Linked DNA regions of Triticum aestivum: region 1 is linked to region 2. A link is a contact called in public Hi-C data. All regions are on one chromosome and are shown on one strand. The core of a region is the stretch at or near the end of the contact, and the rest is flanking DNA. Distances in the headings are between cores, read along the strand shown. Region 1 holds the start of LOC123161032 (phosphatidylinositol 4-kinase gamma 4). Region 2 holds the start of LOC123155979 (translation initiation factor eIF-2B subunit gamma).

Evidence for each region. Hi-C and Micro-C count contacts between places; a contact is called where the count stands out from the background.
Region 1: a Hi-C map of leaf shows a contact between it and region 2, with 6 times the contacts expected there. The contact joins the promoter of LOC123161032 here to the promoter of LOC123155979 in region 2. A contact is called at or near these places in 2 of 5 Hi-C or Micro-C datasets (both in leaf).

The regions. Positions count from the first base shown.
Region 1 is chr7B:456,746,050-456,749,495 of IWGSC CS RefSeq v2.1, reverse strand. LOC123161032 (phosphatidylinositol 4-kinase gamma 4) reads left to right here and starts at 1,750. Exons shown (of 5, transcript XM_044578888.1): 1 at 1,750-1,988; 2 at 2,137-2,263; 3 at 2,375-2,451; 4 at 2,535-3,446. The coding sequence starts at 2,771.
Region 2 is chr7B:456,308,657-456,312,483 of IWGSC CS RefSeq v2.1, reverse strand. LOC123155979 (translation initiation factor eIF-2B subunit gamma) reads left to right here and starts at 2,135. Exons shown (of 12, transcript XM_044574155.1): 1 at 2,135-2,394; 2 at 2,469-2,564; 3 at 2,658-2,735. The coding sequence starts at 2,329.

The DNA of each region.
Region 1 (3,446 bases), core at 501-3,000, 440 kb before region 2:
ATATGGCACGGATATGTGGGTGTCCGGGCACGTCCGCCACGTCGGCCTGGCGGCGTGGCCCCACACGGAAACACCCGGAACCCGGCAGTTCAACGGACGCCGTGTCCGTCGCCGTGGTGTGAACGCCGCGTGGTGTCGCCCAAGACGAAATCCGACTATTTAAGCCGACGGGCGTCCCACAACCCTAACCCACCCACCCCCCTCTCCGCGCCGCCGATCCGAGCCCGGAGCAGCCGGAGGCGCCAGAGCTGCAACTGCCGCCCATGCTGCCGGAGCCGGGCACGGAGATCATGGTGATCTTCGACGAGAAGTAGTTATGATCGATGTAGGACGTAGGTTCTTTTTTTTTTGCGTGTCTTTGTATGGATATAAGAATCAAATATGAGATATCCGGATGCAACAAATGAAATTTAAGAAATGCCCGGTCATTGCCCACGGATGTGTCGGCGCGTTCGCAGGCATTTGAGGTGCTGGATTTGACATATGTGGTTGTAGATGCTCTAATTGCCTTGTTTTCGTATCGGTTCTCATACGGCCGGAGCTGGACCTTCAATTCATTGCGGCGAAGGCTTTAAAGAAAAAGAAAATAAAATTAAAAATTGCGGCCAAGGCTCGTACCAGGGGAGATGTCTCCACGTATACGAGGAGAGAGAAAAGGGAGACAGAAACATCGGATGCTTCCGGCCGTGGTCTCGTCCTCCCACTCCACCGTCCGCACGCGGGCAGCGTCGTGCCATCATCTCACGGCGCCGGAGACGGGTGTCCTGTACGCGTCACGGCCGACGCATTCGACCTAATCCCTTTGGCCTGATCTTTCCAACGCATCCCCTTCGTTTCGTAGCACGTATAGCGAGCGTATGCACGGCTGGCTGAGGCCGATCCTTGTCGTTTGACTGGTGCATCCGCATGCCAGCACCACTCGCCGACCTGTTCCAAGAAAATGACGCGTACGTTTTCCCTTTTCAAGGGTTGTTTTTTCCTGTTTCCATTATAAGTGTAGAAGAAAGAAGCAACGTTAAATTGGTTTTTTTATCATGTTCAAAAAAAAAAATTGGTTTTGTACCAACGGGACATTTTGGAACATGTAGACCCAAAATACGCTGAATTGGGCTAAAGACAATTTTTGGGAGAAGACTTTTACATGGCTCAGATTTTTTCTTCTTATGGATGTTGTGTTTTGCACGACCGTACGAGCCCATTCTTTCTTTGACCAAAGGGCTCGATACGAAATGAAGTTAATGCCACGCACGCAGGTTATGCATGGTTTGGTGCCCACGCTTGCCGAGTTTCAGTGTAAAAAGCATAAGGATTAGTTTGTACTATATAAATCGTTCATGGGGATCCTCTTTCGTATTCTCTACTATACTAGCTATTTATTTCAAGTATTTTGACTAGATTTATTTGTGAATATTGTTAAAAAAAGATTTATTTGTGAATAGATGGAGTAATAGATCCGTGTCGAAGATGGCATAAAAAAAAATCTTCGCTGCAGAATTTACGTGGGAGCCTAACGTTCCAAACCAAGAGCCTTACCACTGAAGGCAGACTCAAACGAATAACAACCGAGCATTAGCGAAGAGCGGGTTAATTACCGTCTCAAACCCCAGCTGTAATCTCCGTTTTTGACAGCGAGGTTACTTGCCGCGCGAGCTTTCACCGTCGCGGGGGCAAAACCGTCAATCTAATAAGCGAGCGCACGACCTTTTCTACGAAGGTGCGCGGGCCAGACACGTCACGCCGTGAGTGACGGCCGGCCCCACGCCCGGAATAAATCAGCAGCCCCACACCGTCCGCTCCCTCTCCCCAATTCTCCATTGCCCACCTCCCCCTCGCCCATCCGTCCCTCTTCCTTCCTCGCCAAACCAAACCAAACCAGACCAAAAACTTCCCCTCCCCAACTCTCTCTCCGCCCCTGCGTGAACCGCGGAGCAAGGAAGGAGGAGCCCGTCGGGCTACTAATCTCGGGGGTTCCCCCTCTGATCCGGGCGGTGAGTTCCAATCCAATCCGATCCCGACTCCGCGCGCGCCCCGACTCGGTGGTCGCCCGGATTCCCCCTCCTGGTATTCTTAAAGGTCGGTTCCCTGCTTGTTTCGATCGGTGCGGGGTAAGCTAACCATGGCGATATGATGTAGCAGGTTTCGGCCGTTAGCTGCTGGGGGAGGAGCCGCGCCGGTTCGTGGCGCCGGCGTCGGTGGCCGGGGGTCGTCGGTCCTTCCTTGGTTCTCTCGTCATCGGAAAAATAAATCGGTCGATCTGCCTCTGGTGAGCGATTTCTCAGGTATGATGATGCGAGCTCATACCACTATTCTGTGCCTGCGCTGCGCGGCTGGGTGATTTTGTGACTCATCGCTCCAGTTGGTCTCTGTTCTGCAGATTGCCTCGCGCGGTTGGGCTTCTCCGGTGGGGCAAAGGCAGGATTTTGAGCCACTTTGCCCCTAAAATTAAATCTGGTATGTGCGGTGTTATGTGCTTTGAACGATTTTTGCTGAAGCTCTGCCGGCCACTGACGGAGGAGATCTAACTTTTTGTGCAGATTTAATGGGCGACCAATCCAAAATGTGCCTGTAGCATCATCGGTTGTGCCGTTTCTGGTGTCGGGCTTTCGCAGAGGGTTTCCTCCATCCATCATAGAAGGAAGGAACGGAACCCTTGGCTTGACTTCTCCATGGCTTCTACTAATTCCTAGTGTAGAGCTTCTAACTCCGGTCCATTGTAAATATTGGCTGTAGTTGAGGAAGCTTTCGGCCTCCTGTAACCCCACTCGCCAAGATGTCGTCAGCTGGTGTCATTGCGCTTGCTCCGATGACCGACGACCTCGCCTTCTTGCCCATCAGGTTTGATGGTAGTCGTTCAGCACACTGTTTCTCCGGGTCACAGCTGCAGGATTCCATTCTCATCTTCCTCGCTGTGCCTGGTGCGCCTCCAATGCCGATGAGTGTGCTGGGCACTGATTCCATCGCCTCGGTCAAGCTGCGCATCCAGAGGTTCAAGGGCTTTGTGGTGACAAAGCAGCGGCTTGTGCTCGACGGGCATGAGCTGGCGCGCAACAACTGCCCTGTCAAGGATTATGGGCTTGCCGATGGGAATGTTCTGCACCTTGTTATCCGCTTGGCTGACCTCCGGGTGATCAACATTGAGACCGCCAGTGGGAAGAAATTTCAGTTTCAGGTGGACCAGACCCGTAATGTCAAGTACCTCAAGAGCAAGCTTGCAGTGGAGGGTGATGAGGACCTTGATAGCCTGGAGGATGATGACAAGCTCGAGTACGATGGAGAGGTGCTTGAGGACCACCAGTTGATTGCTGATATTAGCAACAAGGATGATGCTGTGATTCATTTGTTCATCCGCAAACCAGCAAAGGTACGAACACAGCAAGTTGATAAGGATACTGTGGTCACAGTTGACAACCCTCAGAAGAAAGAGAACCTTCAGAATGAATCTGTTG
Region 2 (3,827 bases), core at 886-3,385:
CTAGGCCCACTAAGGCCCATTAGGTCACTAGGGGGTCCGGTAACCTCCCGGTACTCCGGTAAATGCCGATTTCACCCGGAACACTTCCGATGTCCAAACATAGGCTTCCAATATATCAATCTTTATGTCTCGACCGTTTCGAGACTCCTCGTCATGTCCGTGATCACATCCGGGACTCCGAACAAACTTCGGTACATCAAAACTTATAAACTCATAATAAAACTATCATCGTAACGTTAAGCGTGCGGACCCTACGGGTTCGAGAACTATGTAGACATGACCTAGAACTATTCTCGGTCAATAACCAATAGTGAAACCTGGATGCTCATATTGGCTCCTACATATTCTACGAAGATCTTTATCGGTCAAACCGCATAACAACATACGTTGTTCCCTTTGTCATCGGTATGTTACTTGCCCGAGATTCGATCGTCGGTATCCAATACCTAGTTCAATCTCGTTACCGGCAAGTCTCTTTACTCGTTCCGTAATACATCGTCCCGCAACTAACTCATTAGCTACATTGCTTGCAAGGCTTATAGTGATGTGCATTACCGAGAGGGCCCAGAGATACCTCTTCGACAATCGAAGTGACAAAACCTAATCTCGAAATACGCCAACCCAACATGTACCTTCGGAGACACCTGTAGTACTCCTTTATAATCACCCAGTTACGTTGTGACGTTTGGTAGCACCCAAAGTGTTCCTCCGGTAAACGGGAGTTGCATAATCTCATAATTACAGGAACATGTATAAGTCATGAAGAAAGCAATAGCAATATACTAAACGATCAAGTGCTAGGCTAACGGAATGGGTCATGTCAATCACATCATTCTACTAATGATGTGATCCCATTAATCAAATGACAACACATGTCTATGGTTAGGAAACATAACCATCTTTGATTAATGAGCTAGTCAAGTAGAGGCATACTAGTGACGTTATGTTGGTCTATGTATTCACACATGTATAATGTTTCCGGTTAATACAATTCTAGCATGAATAATAAACATTTATCATGATATGAGGAAATAAATAATAACTTTATTATTGCCTCTAGGGCATATTTCCTTCAAACCATTCCCGCGGGTGGTGCCATGGATGCAGTATTCGAGAGTCGTCGTGGTAGCATCCAGTGAACACGGTTCCAGCACGTGGATGAAGCATCCGAGAGTTCACCTGTGGTAGCATCTGGGAGTCGCCGTGGTAACATCTAGTGACCACGGTTCCAGCAATCCAACTCGTCGCTTCCAGCAAAAATAACCTCGCCGCTCGAGCACCTCTGTGCGGCACCGACCCCGTGGGCGGGTCGTAACATCACTGTGAATAGTTATAGCATTTCTTGTCACCGGTTGTAGCTGTCGACACCGTGGTTGTAGCAAATCGCCAGCATGGCCGTCGCTGCCGCGCGCTGATTGTGACATGGCCACATGCCGGTTGTAGCACCTCGGCGCGCCGGTTCCAGCTTTGCGTGCATGCGGGTGCAGCACCCCCGCACCTCATGTCGCCGCTGGTCGTCCTGCACCTCAGTCGATCACCGCTCGTCGCAACAGCACATAGCCAGCTCGTAGCACAGGCGGTCATCGCTCCACGTCGTACCTGCACACAAGAAAAGCGGTGAGAAACAGGAGAGGGCGCTCCCGCTGGCAAAATTACCTCGACGGCCTTGCGCGAGCGGCAGACAGCACATGAGGCAGGATTAAGAGGAGATGGGAAGTGGTGGGGATTCATGGAGATCTTGCCGTGGTGTGTGGTGAAGAGCACGAGAGCGATTTCTGTTTCAGTGGAGAAGAAATCGATGGAGAAAGAAAGGGGATTCTGCCCCTGCATGTGGGCCATAAAGGCATGTGCGCTAGCGACAGAGGCGACCGGCGCGTCGCTTCAGCCGGCGCTCCGGAGGGAAACGTTTCCCAATAACCGCGCTTGGTATGGTTGTATTTTAATACAAGTGTATTTAACTTCCCGGTGTAACTCCCACTCAAAAAAAAAAACTTCCGGGGTGTAACTTACAAAGAGCTATTTCCAGCCTGAAACCAAAACGACCGGCGAAGGTCCGTATATTTTACAACTGTATCTAGAAGGAAAACGACAATCCAAACGGGGACTAAGATACCTCGACGAAAAATCCAGAAATTCAGTTTAGGTCAGAAAACGTAAAATACACTGGGCAGATGAAATTGTGCATCCACTGTTGAGAAAGCGAACCCGGAAGCTTCCCATCCTTCCCAGTCCCACTACACTGCCGCCGGAAGGAGACGAACCACAAAACCCTGACCTGACCCTCCCCGTCGACCTCATCCGCCGCCGCCGCCGCCGGAGGAGGAGGAGATGGACTTCCAGGTCGTCGTCCTCGCCGGAGGCACCTCCGAGAAGCTCTCGCCCCTCGTCTCCAAGGTCTACTACCGAGCACGACACCCCGCCCCTAACTCCCAACAACCCTAATTAATCCCCCCGTCTGCTTCTCGCAGGACGTTCCCAAGGCCCTCCTCCCCGTCGCCAACCGCCCCGCGATCTCCTACGTGCTCGATCTCCTCGAGTCCAGCGACCTCAAGGACATCATCGTGGTTAGCAAGCGACCGAGCTCTTCTATTTCTGCTCTGCCTCCGCTCCGTAGCTGGGCGCTACCATTGGCTAATGCGCCTGTGCGTTTGCTGCAGGTGGTGGAGGGGCAAGAGGCGGCCCGCCTCGTCGGCGCGTGGATCTCTAGTGCTTACCTGGACCGCCTCGTCGTGGAGGTAAGTTGAGGCCGATTCCGCGTTTGCCCGCTTGAAATACAGGACTCTGGGTGCTGCTATTGCTGTTAGGATCACCTAATTCCTATCCATTAGAAGCTTCTTGCTGCATTAGCTTGGCATGTTGTTTCAACTTGGTAGTGAATAGGCTAATGGTTGCCTCAATTATGCTTAACAAGAATTTTGACATGTAACTGAAAGCATCTCTAAAGATTGCCAACTTTTGTGGGTCAACTCTTTTTGGTGTGTTGTTAGTGGAGTTTTACTTCAGTGGGCTGTTTTGGCAGTGCTGTGGATCTTCTACGGTAGTGTGCTGGTTTCGATGGGTAACTAGAGATCAAATGCTATGGAGTTCTGGGATTTAGCGGTAGCACCATGTAACCAGATTGAGAAGTTACAAGGGCTAAGTCTCTGGTGAAGATGTTGGTTGATCAGGTCTGTGAATTGTGATATCAGTCAGAAGGGCTGCATAGCTGTTGTACTATGTTCATTTGACTATTAGGCTACATATTGGATATTCGGTTTAACGATTTTAACAATCTTATCTAATATGGGCCACTATTTTCTAACCTTTTTTACGTGATATTCTGCATTTTACTGACTTGGAAACATCTTTCTATAGAATGAAATTACTTGGATATGTATGATCCGCTAAATCAGCATAGTATTTGTACGAACTATAATCAGCTCATTCGATCATAGACTTTCACAAATTGCTAATCAAGGTGTTAAAATCCTATAATTCTCAGTAACTTCAACTGTTTGATCTCATATCTGTTTTCAGTGATTTTTTTTCATTAGGTGCATGTATGATACATATTGGAGATTCAGTATAACAATTTTTTCTAATACAGGCTACTAGTTTGTAACCTTCTCCTTACGTGCTATCCTGCATTTTCTTGCTTGGAGACATCTTTTTATAAATCTGTAGAATGAAACTAGTTTGGGTTTCATCTCCATAAGAGTGGCTGAGTTTTTACGTTGGCTCGCCAAGCCTATCACAACCCTCCTCCTTTACACCCGGGCTTGGGACCGGCTATGTTGAGACATCAAAGCCGGATGGATGAAGTGGCGCCAAGCTTCTGGCATTCTTTG